Linked DNA regions of Capsicum annuum: region 1 is linked to region 2. A link is a contact called in public Hi-C data. All regions are on one chromosome and are shown on one strand. The core of a region is the stretch at or near the end of the contact, and the rest is flanking DNA. Distances in the headings are between cores, read along the strand shown. Region 1 overlaps LOC107852700 (mRNA-decapping enzyme-like protein). Region 2 overlaps LOC107852698 (nicalin-1).

The links. A called contact is a pair of places that touch in the nucleus more often than the background predicts.
Region 1: a Hi-C map of leaf shows a contact between it and region 2, with 4 times the contacts expected there. The contact joins two enhancer-like sites. A contact is called at or near these places in 3 of 5 Hi-C or Micro-C datasets (bud, leaf and placenta).

The regions. Positions count from the first base shown.
Region 1 is chr1:64,393,752-64,398,350 of UCD10Xv1.1, forward strand. LOC107852700 (mRNA-decapping enzyme-like protein) reads right to left here. Exons shown (of 8, transcript XM_016697738.2): 8 at 2,500-2,998. The coding sequence ends at 2,942. Among protein-coding and RNA genes, the nearest start is that of LOC107852700, 13 kb to the right of the region's middle. Within about 2 kb of position 2,265, at least 4 of the 5 cell types and tissues checked have an H3K27ac peak or open chromatin away from gene starts, as enhancers often do. A contact at or near this core is called in bud and leaf, where this site is marked.
Region 2 is chr1:64,244,143-64,248,253 of UCD10Xv1.1, forward strand. LOC107852698 (nicalin-1) reads left to right here. Exons shown (of 14, transcript XM_016697736.2): 12 at 409-510; 13 at 1,243-1,332; 14 at 1,520-2,020. The coding sequence ends at 1,582. Among protein-coding and RNA genes, the nearest start is that of LOC107852698, 20 kb to the left of the region's middle. Within about 2 kb of position 2,474, at least 4 of the 5 cell types and tissues checked have an H3K27ac peak or open chromatin away from gene starts, as enhancers often do. A contact at or near this core is called in bud and leaf, where this site is marked.

The DNA of each region.
Region 1 (4,599 bases), core at 1,015-3,514, 150 kb after region 2:
ACAGGGTTAGGAATGAAATTATTCGGGAGAAGGTGGGAGTGGTGTCAGTGGAGGATAAAATATGGGAAGTGAGGTTGAGATGGTTTGTTCATGTGATGAGGAGAGGCACGAATGCCCCAATTCGTAGGTGTGAGAGGTTGGCCTTAGGAGGTTTCAAACGGGGTAGGGGTAGGCCGAAGAAATACTGGAGAGAAGTGATTAAACATGACATGGAGCAGTTACAGCTAACTGAGGACATGACCCTGGATAAGAAGATATGGAGGAAAAGTATTAGGATAGAGGGATACGGGTGTGGATGAGTCGTAGGCAGTATTTAGGTGGACTTTGGTGTCCTTTGTTTGGCAATGTACAAATTTTTTGTGGATGTCGTACCTATGTTATTTTATCATGTTCTATGCTTTTGATTCTTTTGTATAGTGCCTTTTATCTTGAGCTGGGGTCTATCGAAAACAGCCTCTCTACTTCTTTAGAGGTAGTGGTATGGACTGCGTACACTCTACCCTCCCCAGACCCCATTATGTGGGAATATACTGGGTTTATTGTTGTTGTTGTTGTTAATATGTTAAAATTATGATTATTTTTATTATAACTTATTTATGTGCAATATTTATTTTATGATATTATTATTATTTTGTTGTTGTTGAATATTTTTTTGTCATCACTCATTTCATATTTTATGTTTTTTTGTAAGAAACAACTAAGATAGTTGTATCTTGCAAGGACTAAAGAAATATTTAAAGCACAAGTTAACTATATGTTTTTTACCAAAAAAAAATTATATGTTGTATATGAAGACGTTACTAGAAAAAAATTGAAAAAATCCGAACAAGTCGAGAAAACTGAAAAATCCGAGATTGCAAATCCTGAATTTTATTGATTTGATTTGGTTCATAGATTTAAAAACCCAGCAAAATGATTTTGTTTGGTATTTAATTAAAAAATCCGAATCAACCCGGTCCATGTACACCCTTAACTTCAGCCATGATTGCTCAAGTGTATGAATCCTCTTTGGTTTATCACCGACTTGTAATCCAAAAGAAAGAAGAATCATCCTAGAGTCTTCTAGCCTATGTCTATCAAAAATGTATGCAAGATTGATGGAATCACAGACGTATTTATAGGTGAGCTAGAGACTCTTAGGCATATAACGTTGACCCTAGGGACTTCTCATAGTTATTTCTTGACATCAAAAAAATATATGCATAACTTAGAGAAAAATGACTCGGCTGATTTATTACTTTACTTGAAAGACAAGGCAACATTTTATTATAAAAAATATATGGGTCATATCAAAGTCTCTTAAAAGAGACGTATAAATTCTTACCTTTCAAACACAACAGACTATTCTGGGTTCTCAGAACTGGTCCAAATGGAGAATGCAGCTAAACAATAGTCAAAGAAATGACTTGTGATCAAGGAGAGTATTGCAAAACAAAAATGAAGAATACAATGGCTCAATCTGGGTGACATTAATACTATTTACTTTTATGCTTTTTTGAAAAATAGGCAAACTCAAAATCAGATAAGGCAACTTGTAATTAAGGACGGTGTACTAGGTTACTACAATCCCACCAAATCAACAACTGCAGAAAGAAAATAGCAGCACCCAAGACAACAACCATAAAATGCAAAAGAAAATAGAGTTCTTTTTCATGATCCAATTACCCCTCGAATCATGCACAACTCGTCTCACACCACTAGATCCTGTTGTGGTGTTCATAGCACCATTGGTGTTCAAGTTTATAAGTTTGAGGAGATGGTGATTGCCACTTAAATTGAAGAGGGATCTTAGGAACTGTGGTTGATATATAAGTACAAAATATACTTACCCTGAAGAACACTTGGTTTGGCTAAGGGCGTGCAGGACGATAAGTTGAATAATTTCGACTGCCAGTGGAGCCAAATTTGCCATAGTGTGAAAGAAGTAGGTTCAAGTTTGGTATATTAATGAATTCATTGTACCCTTCGTATGAGTTAGAAGCTTTATCCATTAATTAGGAGGGGAGATTTGTAGCCAGTCTAGATAATTTTGTGATAAGACAAGTCTCCCTCCATGTCAAAATACTTGTCATATTTTCATTTACACGTTCCTTAAGAAAAGATTGGTGTTAGACAATTGTATCGTTATCATGGAGTAGCATTACGGGCCAGCCAAATATGGGAATCAAATGTCTAATAGATTCACTTACGAGGAACATAATAGCAACTTGAAGTTGGGAGGCGAACGTAGCACGCTAGCCAAATGAAATGACAACATATTGGAGGGATGCTTTGCAATCGACAAATCCAGGAAAAAGATTCACCTGAGGCATCTGTATGGCGTATTATACATTGATTTTGCTGAGGCAACGACGTCAGTGTCGAGAACTGATCTGGGCCATTTCCGAAAAGAGGTAGATATGTACTCTGGAAAACTAAGAAAAAAACTTGGGTGGAATATCGAAAAGCATATGTTTTGGCATGTAGGCAGTGATCGAATTAATTCTACCAATCCGAAACTGATATCAAATTGGAACTTTTTCATTGATGTATGATGTGTCACTAATGTAGCTTCGATATAAAAAATTTAGAATCAACTAACCCCACCCAAGTCTTTCTTGCAATTCAGCTTACACAATACTAACCCTTGCAGAGACCAAAGCTGAAAATGCACACATCTTTCACATGATTGTTTATTGTTTAATGACCAAAAAACACATGGATGGAACTTGGCTAAATGAAGCATTGGAGTTCCAGACTGGCAAAACCCATAAACACTGTATACAAGGTAAAACATCAAATCTAAACTAGTAAAACTATGGAGCATAATACTATACAAGGTGGGTCTCAAAGACAATATAAACAGTAATAACCTAAAGGAGATGAACTTGATGCCATCTTTCTGCCAGTAGCGCTGCATAATGAGATTTCACCAAGTGAAGCGCAAACGTTCCTCTATTTATCATGTGTGATGAGCATTCAGAATAGCACGGTATACAATGTCAATAAATTGGTCATCCTGTTATGCAAGACAAAAATCAGATGCATAAGAGGTCAGTACAAAATTTATATCAAATCATGGGTCCTAATAGAGAAAAATAGGCACTAAATAGATTAAGGAAAAATCTGAAGACATGAGTATCCAAAAACAGCCTAGCTAATCGACTAGCTACACCAACAAAACAAGAAATTAATGAATTGTGAACTAGATTACTAATCCACTCAAATATCTAATTCCTAACTATTTGCAGACTTCATAACTAGTTTGCAGTACACTACAAAAGAAATACATGATATCAAGAACTTACACCCAATGACTTTGAAAGGGGTTGATCTTGAACTTTTGATCCCCTCTATACCTCCCCGAGGTAAAGGTAAGGTCTACGTACACTATCTACCCCATAACCCACTTATGGGGTTATATTGGGTATGATGATGTTGATCCATAGGCAAATCATTAAAATTAAAAGTCAAAACTTGTTAAACTTAAGTTTTGCCCATGGGGCTTGACTACCCACCTCCGAGGCCATTATTGTAATCACCACCCAATATGACCTTGACAACATAGGCACATTCAGGATTTAAATAATGAGTTTCTTCAGTGACCTCAAGTTAATAGGCAACAATAGTTGAGTTCATAGTTGATGTGATAAAAAGTTATATATTTCGCCATCATTAGCCTCACATTTGGGGTTTTATTGTCTCTTTGACCGCCAAGTCATCCCCAAGAGAGGAAGTTTCAAGTATCTTGGGTCAATAATCCAAGAAATTGAGGAGATAGACGATGATGTCAGACACTGTATTGGAGCAACTTAGATGACATGGGGCTCGCACCTAGTGTCCTATGGGTTAAGAATGCATCACCAAGGTGGTTCTACAGAGTGGTTGTTATTAGACCAACTATGTTGTATGAGGCAAAGTACTTGCCCACGTTCACAAGATGAAAGTAGCAAAAATGTGGATGCTTAGATGAATGTGCAGTCATACTAGGAGAGATAAGATCAAGACAAGATAGGACAAGATATACAGAGCAAGGTGAGAGTGTCCTCTCTTGTGGACAAGATCAAGGGAGGGAGACTGATATGGTCCAGGCATGTGAAAAGGAGCACAAAATGCCCCATTGATGAAGTGCAGAGATTGGTCGTCATAAGCCTTAAGGAGAATAAGAAAGGTAGAGGTAGATTAAAGAAAAATGCAGAGGAGGGTGTGATTAGATAGGACGTAATACACGTTAAGTTCATCAAGGACAACGACCCTAGATAGGAAAAGCATGAAAGTCGAGGATTACAGTAGAAGTTTAACAGCTAGTTAAGAGTGATTTTTCTCTTTCTTGTGGCAAAGCATGGTTCTAGCTTGGAGTAACTTATTTGCTCTTCTCCTTTCCGGTAACTATCATTATTTTTCTTTTATGATCTTATTCTTCTATTTTATCGCTATTGTTGTTCTTTTGCTTTCGATTATCTTAATATGCTTGTGTCAATATCTCATTCCTTCGTATTTTCATCCAGGTTTGTTTCAACTTGCATTTTTCAAATCTATTTTGAAATGTTTTTCTTGAGTTGAGGGTCTATCGAAAACCGCTTCCCTACCTCACAAGGTAGGGATAAGGTCTACAAGCAC
Region 2 (4,111 bases), core at 1,224-3,723:
TTCTTCACTTTTAAATATCATCATAATGTCTTGGTGTGTATATAAGGACATCTTTGTGTATATCACTATTCCTCATCATGATGGCTTGCCTTTATCATTTTTGTTTCCTCATCATGATGGCTTGCCTTTATCATTTTTGTTTGGCAATTAATGTTGTAAAACTGAGCAGAATGACAAAGAATTTACCTATTACTTGGTCGAAAATTGCCTGGTCTATTAGTTTTATGCACATCTTTAACCTTTGATGGTGTCCCATGCCACTGGTGAGCATGAAGATGTAGGTTGGACCAAAATTTAGCTCGTCAGGCTTTCTCTTGAGCACTGACATGCTTCAATTTGAGCTCCTTAAGGTATCTGTGTCTTTTATTTTCTTGTTTTGACCAACATGTGCTTTCGGTGTCTCTGCAGGAATTAGCGGATCATACTGCAGAGGTGAATGTACAGCATGAGATTCTAGATGGAATGTTCACTTTTTACGATTCAACTAGTGGCAAGTTGCATATATATCAGGTGTGTAAATAACTCCATCCATTCTGTTAGCTTAGCTGTGGTTTGTAACGTAATGCAAATAATAGTATAATTTGTAGAAGTTAGAAATACAATTTTCTGCTTAAATGTATTGACTGAGGACCTTTTTTTGTATAGTCTAATTGATCAACATTTCCATGAGCTGCCTCTATAAAATATTCAGCAAAACTTTCTTTAATGAAGATGTTCAAAATAACCTACATAAAGATGAGCCTTTAAAATACAAGAAGATACTAAACCTGACCTTACCATTAGAAGCAAATGAGATCTCTTCATCTGGCATGCAGAAAGACAATGCAGGAGTAGTAGTTTGAAGTTTGGTTTAGTGGGGTCAGTAGGTTTAGACTTGAAGAGTGATTATATGGACAGAAAGGGTCGTAGTCGTGCAGCTCTCGCCTTGCCACCAGTGTTCCATGTCTCATGTGGTGATGAATATGAGCATTTACGACCACTTATTTTCATCAGAAAAAAACAAAAGAAATAAGCATCTCTGACACTGATTATAACATTCAGACCTAGTTTTGTAACTCGGAAAGTTTTCCTATTCCACTGGTTGCTGATTTTAAGCTTGAGTAACCTGTCCATTTTTTTAAACACCAATATTTATACAGTCATATTGTCAGTTGCATTTGTTTCTTAACCGTCTACAGTTTAATCTTCGTTTCTCCATTTATTTACTTTTGCGATTAACCGCTTAAATTGTTCCCGTTGCAGGTTGCCAGCGTGACATTTGACTTGCTTTTGCTGTTGGTTCTAGGATCATACTTGATTACACTTTTCAGTTTTCTTTTTATCACCACCAGGGTATGTATTCTGGTTTACCTGATCCTGATTCTCTTATTTTCATATACAAATTTTAGCTGTTCCAAAATATGATGAATTTATAACAAAGACTTAAAAAACCTCCTAGATGTGTGTACCAATCAAAATATAAATACAAAGAAAAGAAAATGTAAACTCATCTAACCAATCTGATGGTATTATTTGGCAGGGTCTTGACGATCTTATTAGTCTATTCCGTCGCCCCCCATCACGGAAAGTAAAAACCGCTTGATTCCTGAAGCAGGACATTTCTGCATCAGGTGCTTGTGAATCAAGAAGCAGATGTTACTTTTTGTAATCTCAAGGAAGCTCATTTTCGGCAAGTTGTTATCAGTGGTTCAATGTATCGTCATGTAAACATTTAGCATTTCATGGAAAAGCTCCACATATTTTGCTTTGGTAGGTTTCCCAGTCATTTTTTTAACTGAGATAAGAATGTCATTCTCGCAGCCGGCTTTTCTCATAGGATTATGAGTTCTAAACATGTATACCAGCGGACGTAGGGCGTCAATTTTGGCAGATTGAATGTATTTATGTTCCAAAAAGATGCAGGCTTCTTTTGCTTTAGAGAATCTTTTCAAAAGCCTGTAAGTTCATGTTGATTTCACTTACAAAAGTGGATTATTTGTAGTAATTGTCTTGCTTTAAAATGGCTCCTTCCATATTCAAACTTTGCATATTGACAGGCCATGTCTCGAATTGAAATGGTAAACAAGTGAACTAGTTTGCCCTATATACAATTACTATTCTTATTCAATAGTACTTAATAAAATTACCACAATGTCGTGTCTGACATTCATATCCAAAAAAGAGACTCTCTCAACGCTACAATGGATTAGAAGTAGATATTGGAGGATGTTTAGTAAGGAGTTAACAACAATTTGAGCACCACAAATATACGACGCAATAAAGAAATGAAATTGGTACGTCTTCAAGGAAATATATATACAGACAATAACAGTGATGACAAATTACAAAATGAGATCAAAGCTAGTGCATTGGTTACAAACTAGAGGTTGTGCGAGTGTACTGCTTTGTGTGTCTCTGTGTGGGTGGGTTGGGTGGTTGTGTGTGTGTGTGGGTGGGGGGGGGGGGGGTTGCTCTGATTGTTGTGTCTCACTGGCCAATAAATGTTCAAGCGTTTTGTAAATGTTTTCTGTTAAACATACTGCTTGGCCCCCAAATATTTCATAGTTGGTAATTTGCTTGATTTCAATCAGCGTTTCTTTAAAAAGATTAACCCTTTGGTGGTTAGAATTACACCTACAGAGCACTTGGTAATTCTAAACACCTAAAAAATAACTTTCCTTTGGTTCCTTCACCGTGTCTCTTGTTGCTTATTTCTTACTCTCACCAGAATAATTAACTGCAATAACCTAGTGTTCCAAGTAAGCAGTTTTAGAAGACCTGAAACATGATTAATTTGCTAGTATGGTAGCTACATCAGTGGTAGATATAGTGGTACAAAAGGTTGGTTAGCCGTTGGTTAGTGTACCGGAAGAGCTCTTAGCCATTGGTTATTGGTACAAAAGGTTATGTTCGTAAGACTTAAAGTTTGTTCTTTTAGCAATTGATGTATTTGGGTTGTTTTGGTTGGAGGCTTAGCTGATTCAAATACCCTTCCGGGAAGGTGATTAGAATTACCAAGAAACTTTAAGTGTACAATTCTTTTAATAGAAAAGCTCAAATCAATGTTGAATGTCCTATTTTTTTTTAAGAAAAAACAAATTTAACCCGTCCCACCCGACTTGACCCACAAAAAGGACACAAAGAAATATACCCCTCCCTCAGTTCTATTGGTCGATTTTTTTTTCCAGTGAATAAATATATTTCTCTTTCAACATGCAATGCTAGTAGATTGCTTACAATTGAATAAAGAGTAGAATGAAATGGGATAGCGCAAAAACAAAACTAGAAAAAATGTCTAGTACAAATTTTGTTCATGTTTTAGTTATATTTAATTTTCAAAAGTTGGTATTCAATTCTATGTGCATCTAGGTTCTAGAATCAGTGGATAAGTTTTCATAGCAAATAATGTGATGAAAATTTTGTGTAGATCTAAATTATTATTTCTACTAGATAGAAAGGAGAGTTGAGGACGACCAAGGGTAGATTTGAAATTTCACATCTATTTTAATAATTAAGGATATTTTTTGTATCTTATATCTATTTTATTATATTGTAATAATTGTAGAAAAATATCTTTTCACGTTTCTACTTCTCTAACAAATGTGAATATCTATTCATAAAACAAATCTTTTTAAGAATATCTATTGATGTGTCTATTTTATTCTTATTTTGTCCCACTTAATAAAAAAATATAATTAAAAAATAAATATTAAAATACCTTTAAAAGGAATCTTATTAATTACTATTCTATCACACAAATATTTATTAAGGTGGCTATTGTTTCCACCACAAAATTAAGGACACAATATATAATAAATAATAAAAAATTAATAATGAATAAAATTTTTTATCTTTAAATAGGTTAACAACTTTAAAATTTAACCCATCAAGTTCATGCATGATAGTATTTTTTGAGCAACAAACATAAATATTAAAAGTATGAAATATTGAAAATTTTGACAAAGTAAGATTTTTAACTTAGAAAATTTAAAATATAAGAAATAAATATATGAAGAAAAAATTCAATGTTTACCAGGAAGAATTTTGTAAATCTTATTAATTCATTATTTTTTATACTAGAATTAAATTAAAAAATAATTATTATTATTCTACCACACAAATATCTATCAAG